Linked DNA regions of Xenopus tropicalis: region 2 is linked to region 1. A link is a contact called in public Hi-C data. All regions are on one chromosome and are shown on one strand. The core of a region is the stretch at or near the end of the contact, and the rest is flanking DNA. Distances in the headings are between cores, read along the strand shown.

Region 1 (4,392 bases), core at 1,084-3,583:
ATAACGGGTACAAATAAAAACATGGCAAGGGAAATAAAAATAAAATATTAGAAAAGAATTTCTTTAATTTGTTACAATTCATTTGATTCATTTAACATTTTGTAGCACAATAGAAATCATGTGGGGCAGATAGCGTGGGTTTGGCTCATGTGTGTGGCTTTTAAAATAAGTCCCACATGCCATAGTAGAATATAAAGTCGTTTTTTTTTATTGAATCAGCCATACCTGTTATAAGTGTTTTAAAAATCTGAGGCAGCGAGGCAGGGCAGGCAATATATTAATGTTAGCTCAGACTTAATTTCACTTTCCATTCAGCACTTCCTAGATATTACCTAGATGGCAAATGCATAAGGACTCTGGCACACAGGGAGATTAGTCGCCCGCGACAAATCTCCCTGTTCGCGGGCGACTAATCTCCCCGAAATGCCATCCCACCAACGAAAATGTTAATTGCCGGTGGGATGGCCGCGTATACCATCCCACAGGCGATTTACATTTGTCACAGGCGACTAATCTCCCCGTGTGCCAGAGCCCTAAGATTTCAGGGTGATACAAAACTTGCCTTGATAGCAGCGTTAACGCCTGCCTGCTTACTGTGAAGGACTGAATGGAAAAATTAAATAGTTTATATAGTTTAAGTACCGTTTTTTTTGCTCAACTAACATGATAGAAAAGAATTTGGAATTATTTTTTGGGGTGACAGCTACTCTTTAAAGGTTCTACATGGACAGATGTAAGCTGCAGATTCGGGTCCTACACACCAGCTGGGCAACTTATCTGCCGTGTATGGGGACCCCCGATGGGCCTACCCAAGTTATAGCTGGCCTAAAATTGGGCAGATGTCGATTGGGGAGGTTTGACTTTCCTGTCGGATCAGGCAGGTTTGTAGTCTCTCTAATGGGTCCTATTCTCATGACTGTAATTTAATTGTTTGGCCAGCTTTAGAGAGCCTAAAATTACCATAGATTTGATGCTTCTGTCCATGTTGCAGCAGCATGCTAGCCCATCCATACATCACAGAACATGAGATTAATTCTCCCATCCCCCATTAATCCTTTACTAGGCACTGTGTGCAAGGTGGGATTTATATTAAGCATAAGAAGGTGCTTTAGAAGTTTGCAACCAGAGACAATCTAGTTACAGCACAAGAATCCCAAATTCAGTGTTATTCCCAGCTCTCTTCAGACCGGGGCTGGGGGGGGGGGATATAAGTATTCCCATGAAGGCACCAAAATAATAGGGGGAAGTTGACAGTTCTGTTGAAACCCAAATTGTAAAATAAATATGCATATAATAAACCATATCCTTTATTTCATACGCCCAAACATGCTTTTTATCCACCTAGACACCATCTACTCCAAGCCCCTTTTGTGGCCAATTAATCTAGACCATCTAGTCCAGGGATCCCCAACCTTTTTTACCCGTGAGCAACATCCATATGTAAAAAGATTTGGAGAGCAACACAACCATAAAATATGTTCCTGGGGGTACCAATAATACCCGTTATTGGCTATTTGGTAGCCCCTATATGGACTGACAGCCTACATGAGGCTCTGTTTGGCGGTACACCTGTTTTTTTATGCAACCAAAACTTGCCCAAAAGTCAGGAATTCAAAAATAACTCCCTGGTTTGAGGCCACTGAGAGCAACATCCAAGGGGTTGCTCACGAGCCACTGGTTGGGGATCACTGATCTAGTCTGTCAAAGGCTCATAAATCACCAGGTTGTGCCACAGACTGCCAGGCCTGCCCAGCAGCACTGGTGGTTGACAGCATCAGTGGCCATCTGCACTGCTGACACCCACCACCTTTTGCAGGATTTGAGTTAATCTTAAACATTCAGCCTGTCAAGCAAGTTTACACCAAGTTTTTATGTTCACCCTCTTGCCAGCTAACATTTCAGATATGGTGAAAAATATAAAAGAAGTAAGGTAGTATTGGAATATCTTTTTATTTCTTGTGGGGAAGGGGAAATCCAAGGGCTTTACACGGAAATATTTTCCAGGGCTACATAAATTAACCAAATAATGGCGGCAGCCGGAATTCCTGGGATTCTAATTCAAGCAGGAACGATTCCGTGCCAACCCCTCGCTCTAATCTCGGATAATGAGGCGGTTTTAGTCAGATTAATTCTAGAACCAATCACTGATTGCGCTTTCTGATACGAGGGCGAAACCGAGGCTGTACGTAACATGACGCGTTTACGTGAGAACACAGGACCTTGTGCGCTACAATTCCCAGCGGGCGGTGCTATTGGTAGTGGGGGAGTCACGTGATGCGGCGAGGTTGTTGTGACAGGAACTTGGAGGCTGGTCATTAGTGGCTATGTAAGAGTGATGGCTCCTGGGCTGCTGCAGGTGGAATGAGAGGTGACCGAGCCCTTCCCGCACTCCTTACTCTGTGACCCGCACGAATAACCCCTGACTTCTGAGTGCCTGGGACTCCCCTAACCATGGCAGACTGGCGGCGCAGGGTAAAGAGCAAATGTCAGGCTGCTGAAGAGATTAGTCGCCCAATGGCTCTAAGCTAGGGCAGTAGGGGGATGCAAGCGGCGGCCCTTATCAACTGCAACTTTTGGCATAATCAAGGGGAATGGGAGGTATAGTACAGGAACAAGTTAGCGTCCCACTACTGCAGTCTGTCATGTGCGAAAACCTGTAGTTAGTCTTGAACTACAATACCCAGCATGCATTGCCAGCCCAAGGCTGAAGGGTACCTACGTGTTTATTGCCATATATGTAGTATCCTTTGTAATTAGGGTTTTGGTTTTTTTTTTGCCAATTGATTCTTAGAGCACCAAAGTAACCCCTTGATGTATTTTCCCTTTCATTGTTCATTGTGCATTTAGGGATTATCATTCCTGCTGAATCAGTTGTTTATCCATTTTTGTTCTTTATGTCTGCCTTTTACGGGCCAAGACACACAGAGCTACTTAAGGTGCCCATACACTATAAGATCCGCTTGCTTGGCGATGTTGCCAAGCGAGCAGATCTTCACCCGATATCCCCACCTACGGGTGGGCGATATCGGGTAGCAACTAACTTAAAAAAATAATAATCCAATCGTTTGGCCCTGGGGTTTGTGGTTATGGGGCAGTCGGTTCGGGGACCGCATCAACGAGCCGATGCGGTCCCCGATCCGACTGGATTTTCTAACCTGGCCGATCGAGATCTGGCCAATTTCAGGCCAGATATCGGTCGGTCAGGCCGCTCTGTTCTACCCCTACACGGGCCGATTAGCTGCCGAATCGGTCCAAGGGACCCATATCGGCAGCTATAGTCGGCCCGTGTATGGGGACCTTTAGTAGCAGCCACTTGAGACCAGAACATACTCTGCCATAGACAATACTGAGAATTCCCTCTATTAAAACACACATAGGGACAATTATTATAATGTAGCTGTGACAAGTAGCTGCTACTTGTAGCTCCGAGTGTCTTCACCCTTAACCAGTGAAGCAGACATCCACTCCTCCTCCAGGTCTGGAAGACAATGACTTTTGCTACGTTGTTTTGGGAATCAGAACTTGGAGTACAGAGAATATAAACAATCAGATATACTTTTTTTCAATGCCAATTGTTGATAATTTTAATTTACCAGAACCTTGTTATAGAACAAGACCCTGAGAAGGTTCTCAGCATAACTGAGTCTTGTGGAAGCTTTCAGCAACATTGAACAATAACTGAAATGTGTCACAAACAGCTTCAAGTGAGACCCTGCAAGCCTTAGCCTTTTATAAATCATAGTATGCCTTATCTCAAAAGTATGTAACACCCCTTTTACAACTTTTTGTGTACTCTGTGGTTATAGCTGTGCAAATAGCAAAGTGCACGTAGGGGCTTAGCTAGTCAGCACTATCACGTCAAGCCCTTGTGATTTTATAAGATGGCATATTAGACTTATATTTTATACTCCACATATATAGCATATTTATATACCTTTATCTCCTATCTCACCTGCTTTGGGTTGTCTTTATAGGGGACACTGGGGGATTTTATGTGTCCTTTTATACAGAACTTACCCGTCATAAGTGAGTGTCTCAACACAATTACATTTACACATAAAACCATAAAAAACGTAAGTTTTATTACTGTTCTACCAGGGTGACTGTACTGATCATGCATATCACCCTGGTCTTAAGGGCCCAGCAACACTGTTGAATTAAGCTCTTTACATTGAATCCCATAACTGTGTGTGTGGCTGTCATAGGGTATCAAAAAAATGTCCCATTTATTTAGATAGCCTTTGGCATTTTGCTTCTGTTATCTTTTAAATACATGAATCTTTTAAATACATGATCGTGAAACTTGTGCTGCTTTACTGCCACATTATATTCTACTGTATTTCTAGGTGACCCAGTTATTAGTGATGCACCAAATCCAGGATTCAATTCTGG
Region 2 (4,632 bases), core at 1,276-3,775, 51 kb before region 1:
AGCTGTTTGAGGTGTGAATAGGTGAACAATGTGAGTGATTACAGTCTGAGCCTGAGGTGTGAACAAGCAGAGGGTGAACAACGTAGGCATTTAAAGGTGTGAACAACACAGGGGATTACATATTTAAACAATGCAGAGGGATTACAGCCTGAATCTGAGGTGTGAACAATGCAGGGGGCCAAGTAATCACAGTACTGATACCATTTAAATTTTACACAAAGGTAATCTATCAAAGCATTCAGACAGGTAGGGGGCCACACAGATGGGGGTCGCGGGCCGCCAGTTGGACAGCACTGTCCTAGGGTAATACAGACTTCAAGATGAAGGGGTTAAAACTATTCCCATCCACAAAAAGAGGGTACAGACACATGCATTAGAGGATTCATGCATCAGCCACAGTACACAAGCATCTTCTCATGCCTCAAAGCTTTAGCACGCATTTTAATGTTATCCATTGGGCATATATACATATATACACACTATATACCCTGCAGCAATGCCAGCATCTTGGTAATGCCAAAGCCCCACTCCTACGGCTAAACCATTTGACAGCTCCCCGGCAACTACATACACAAGAAGTAGTGTACATTCTTCTATACCCTATTTATGTTAAAGGGGTTCTTCACCTTTGAGTTAACTTTTAGTATAATGTACAGAGTGCTGTTCTGAGACAATTTGCATTGGTCTTCATTTTGAATTAGTAGTTTTTTTTTTGTTTTTTTTTTAAATGATTTTACTTTTTGTTAGATACAAGGTCAAATAAGGTTAAATTATAAAAATGATATGGCTAGCAATGCTGTACTTTATTCCCAGAACTTACTGTACCAGCCCAGAGGTTTGGCAGTCCTATAACAGTAATGATCCAGCCCTTCACAGAAGTTGCATATCATTGATCTGGTTAGCCAACTTTTGAATGTCAGTGACACTGCCCATGCTCAGTGTGCTTTTGGACTGCTCTTAAGAAGCTAAACTTAGGAATTGTTGTAAATGAAGCCTTTTTTTTTTTTTTTCTTTTTTTTTTTAAACCTTCTGTTAATTATATATTGAATATATGCTGTATATTGTGAGTCAGTCCCTAAGCTTAGGTAAGTGACAGTAGCACAGGGCAGAAAAGAAGATAGGGAGCTGTACTGTCACTGTAGTGTATGTCCAGCAGATGGCATTGTAATAGCTCTACATTATGGCTCTATTATACAGCAAAAGTGTAAATCAGGGGTGCCCAGACTTTTTCCCCCCGACGATCGACTTTTGAGTCATCCCCATGTACGTACGCACGCACGCATTCCCAATAAATGCGCCGCGCTACCACATTTCCCGGTTTCGACGCGGTCCACCAGAAATCCATGGGGGATCGACAGGTGGACAACGATCGACCTTTTGGCCACCCCTGGTGTAAATCATGGGAATACTGTAGCACGGTGTAGATACACTCAACAGATTTCTCCAGCGCTGGAAGCTGTGCATATCCTAGGTCTGAGGCACCACAAAGAATTTGAGAACTGTTGCTCATTCAAAAGGCAGACAAATATTAGCAGACAGATAACCAGAAACAGAGGTACAGGACTAAATATACAGTGGGACACACACAGACACACAGTTCCATGTCTCTCCCTTCCTGACGAGCACAGGGGCCAAAAAGTGAGGCCTCTATGCCAGAGTTTTTACTCCTAACCTCTGGATATGCCCATTTAAAGGCTTTGCTATTGTACCAAAGTGCTTTACACGTTTATCTGTAAGACATGACTGTTTTAATATAATTAGGCCCAAGAACATGTTCCATATTGGGTAACTGACCTATCACTTAACACCCAGTACGGCTCGAAACATATTACTTAGAGATTATTGCCACTACAGATATACTGGGGATAGGCTGCTGGGTAAGGGATTCCCACTTACTGCTTCCTGTGGAGTGTCAGCTATGGGGGAGAGAAAGGAAGTATATCTCACTATTTCCTGCAAAAAGAGGGCTCCACATTTGTATTGCTTCCTACTGAATATTAGCAGGAGAGGCGAAAAATTTATCCTCAGGTTTTGTTGTTAATAAACCACAAAAACCTGAGGGGGGGGGGGAAAGTCATAAGTCAAAATACTGCAGGGTGCAGAAAAGGGAAAAAAAAGGGATTTCGAGAAATCCTAATCTATACTGAGCATCCCAAAATGTCGTCCTCTATATAAGAAGCATTTGCACTTACCTGACCAGTAACTGAGATATGCCCTAAAACTCACAAGGAACATGCAGTTGCATAGTATTTCTTGCGGCTATGAGTACCCTGCTTTTTATAATAGCTGGCATACACACATAGAACATGCACTGAGTACTGTAAATGTACCACCTTTTGTTTAGGAGAACGATCTAGCGCCAATCACCACCACCCCCCCAAACCCACTGGCTAAGCGCCCCTTGGCAGCCATCTTGCTAGCCATGCAGACAGAGTGAGGCTTGGTGATCCTCAGCAGTGTGAAAGGACTTACTGTTTTCCTGCACCCTGGCCACGAAGCCTGTGAGAGGGATCTGTGGAGTCAATTGAGGCATGGGGGGAGGGGGAGAAGCGATAGAAACTGGAAGCAGCAACACCACATTGCAGAGGTAACAGGAAAAGAAAGACAACAAGCGGCAGTCAGTTACAGGGACCAAAAGCAGAACAGTTACAACATGTGTGTCAATCGCAAAACAAAAACTGTAGTACCGTGTTAGCCAGTAGCAAAAATAATCAATAAAAAACACAAATACAAAAGTAATTCATTTGTATTTTGCCTGACGAAGGGGCCTCGGAGCTCTGAAAGCTTGCAATGTATCTTTATTGTTAGCCAATATAGGTGTCATTTCTACAATACTTCTGTATTTGTTTTTTTTTCTATTTATTATTTTAACGTGTGTCAATAAAAGAAAAAAAAAAAAAAAAATCAAAACACCAGTACGAGACTTAACCGGTTGGGACCAGACTGCCTCCATTTTGGATCATTTCAATATAATTATTGGTAAGCTTTACTTTGAAAAACTGCCATTTGAAGTACAGGTATGGGATCCCTTATCCGGAAAACCGTTATCCAGAAAGTTCCAAATTACAGAAGGGTCATCTCCCATAGACACCTTTATAAGCAAATAATTCTAATTTTTAAAAATGATTTCCTTTTCTCTGTAATAAAACAGTACCTTGTACTTGATCCCAAGAACACTCTTATTGGGTTTATTCAATATTTGACTGATTTTTTTCAGACTTAAGTTATGGAGATCCAAATTACGGAAAGATCTCTTATCCGGAAAACCTCAGGTCCTGAGCATTCTGGATAACAGGTCCCATACCTGTTCTAAAGTCCATCCCTCTGGCTCTTGTGAGGCACTGCTTACACACAAACCAAGGGCACACATTCATGCTAGTACAGCAGCCAGTGTATGGACATTGTTTGGAGTTGTATTTTATTTTTTTAATCCCACACATCTTCCTGTAACATCTAGAAGCTGCGTTATTTCCTGTCAGCTGATCACACAAGGTGGCTCAAAGTAAAAGATGCAACTGGGTAATATCAACTTCTAATTATAAAGCAGCTGAATAAATTTGTATGGCTGGACACTTAATAGCATATAAATGATCTAATATGGTTCAGAACTTCTAGTTCTCCTTTAATGCATGGCAATTCTAGTTATCTCAGTAGATCTGCAAATGTCCATTCAAGCCATATTGTCATTTCATCATAAAATCTGCATTCAAAAAACAAAGGAGGCAGACAGGTCTTGTGGTGCGTAAGGCCAGAAACTGCTGTGACCATCCCTTTAAAGGGCGACCAACAAAAAAAATGGTTCCATTTACTTTATACAAATGCCTGGAGATTTAGGCTTTGGGGCTGTAAGCAGGGTGGAACTTGTTGCCGCCATATAAAATAATCAAACACCAGAAGATAATTATATATACACCCCTTGATGGTCTGTCAGACCCACAACAACCATTTTATGTATATGGAGCCATTTTATTTGTATTAATGGACCTTTAAGGGTAAACTTTTATTTATAACATGCAACGTGTAGTACCAACAGACTTAGATGCAGTGATTTACACACCCATTTAAACAGACAATTGTGTGAGCATTTCATAACAGTGCAAAATAACTACTTTATTGAAGGCCAAGGCTACTGTAAGTAGTATAATGCAGCCAGTGTACTGTAATACAATTTGCAGTTGGTCTTTTTAATGTGAATACAATAAGTTTGTTTTACAGTTCTCCAGTGAACACTATGCAATTACTTGTGTCACTGACTGAAGGGGGGAAAACATACATTTTACACACATTTATATATCTTTGAGAAAAAAAAAAGTCAACTGCAAAGTTGCTTAGATTACCTACATCTTCTATATACTAAAAGTAATGTGAGAAAAAAAAACTTCATGAAACTATGCTTAATTAGATCTTTAAATAATGTCATGACTGCTGATGGTGAGTGAGAACTGCAGTTGTTCCGGGTTATTAAGGCTTTAGCAGTTAAGGGTTAAGGGACTGTATATACCTATACACAACTTTACTCAGCATGGCCACAATAAACAGGACTTGTGCTGACAATGCATTCTGGCTATACTTTTCATTAATCTAGTAATTAAAAGTTGTGTTGCATTTTATAGGAGCACTCGCCCCCCAACA

Evidence for each region. Hi-C and Micro-C count contacts between places; a contact is called where the count stands out from the background.
Region 2: a Hi-C map of neurula embryo shows a contact between it and region 1, with 1.8 times the contacts expected there. The contact joins the enhancer-like site here to the promoter of acbd5 in region 1. A contact is called at or near these places in 3 of 5 Hi-C or Micro-C datasets (brain, neurula embryo and tailbud embryo).

Annotation. Positions count from the first base shown.
Region 1 is chr6:24,947,352-24,951,743 of UCB_Xtro_10.0, reverse strand. It overlaps acbd5 (acyl-CoA binding domain containing 5), which reads left to right and starts at 2,333. Exons shown (of 13, transcript NM_001008179.1): 1 at 2,333-2,472.
Region 2 is chr6:24,998,109-25,002,740 of UCB_Xtro_10.0, reverse strand. abi1 (abl interactor 1) reads right to left here. Exons shown (of 10, transcript NM_001007487.1): 8 at 2,473-2,559. Among named protein-coding and RNA genes, the nearest start is that of pdss1, 24 kb to the left of the region's middle. Within about 2 kb of position 2,525, at least 3 of the 11 cell types and tissues checked have an H3K27ac peak or open chromatin away from gene starts, as enhancers often do. A contact at or near this core is called in neurula embryo, where this site is marked.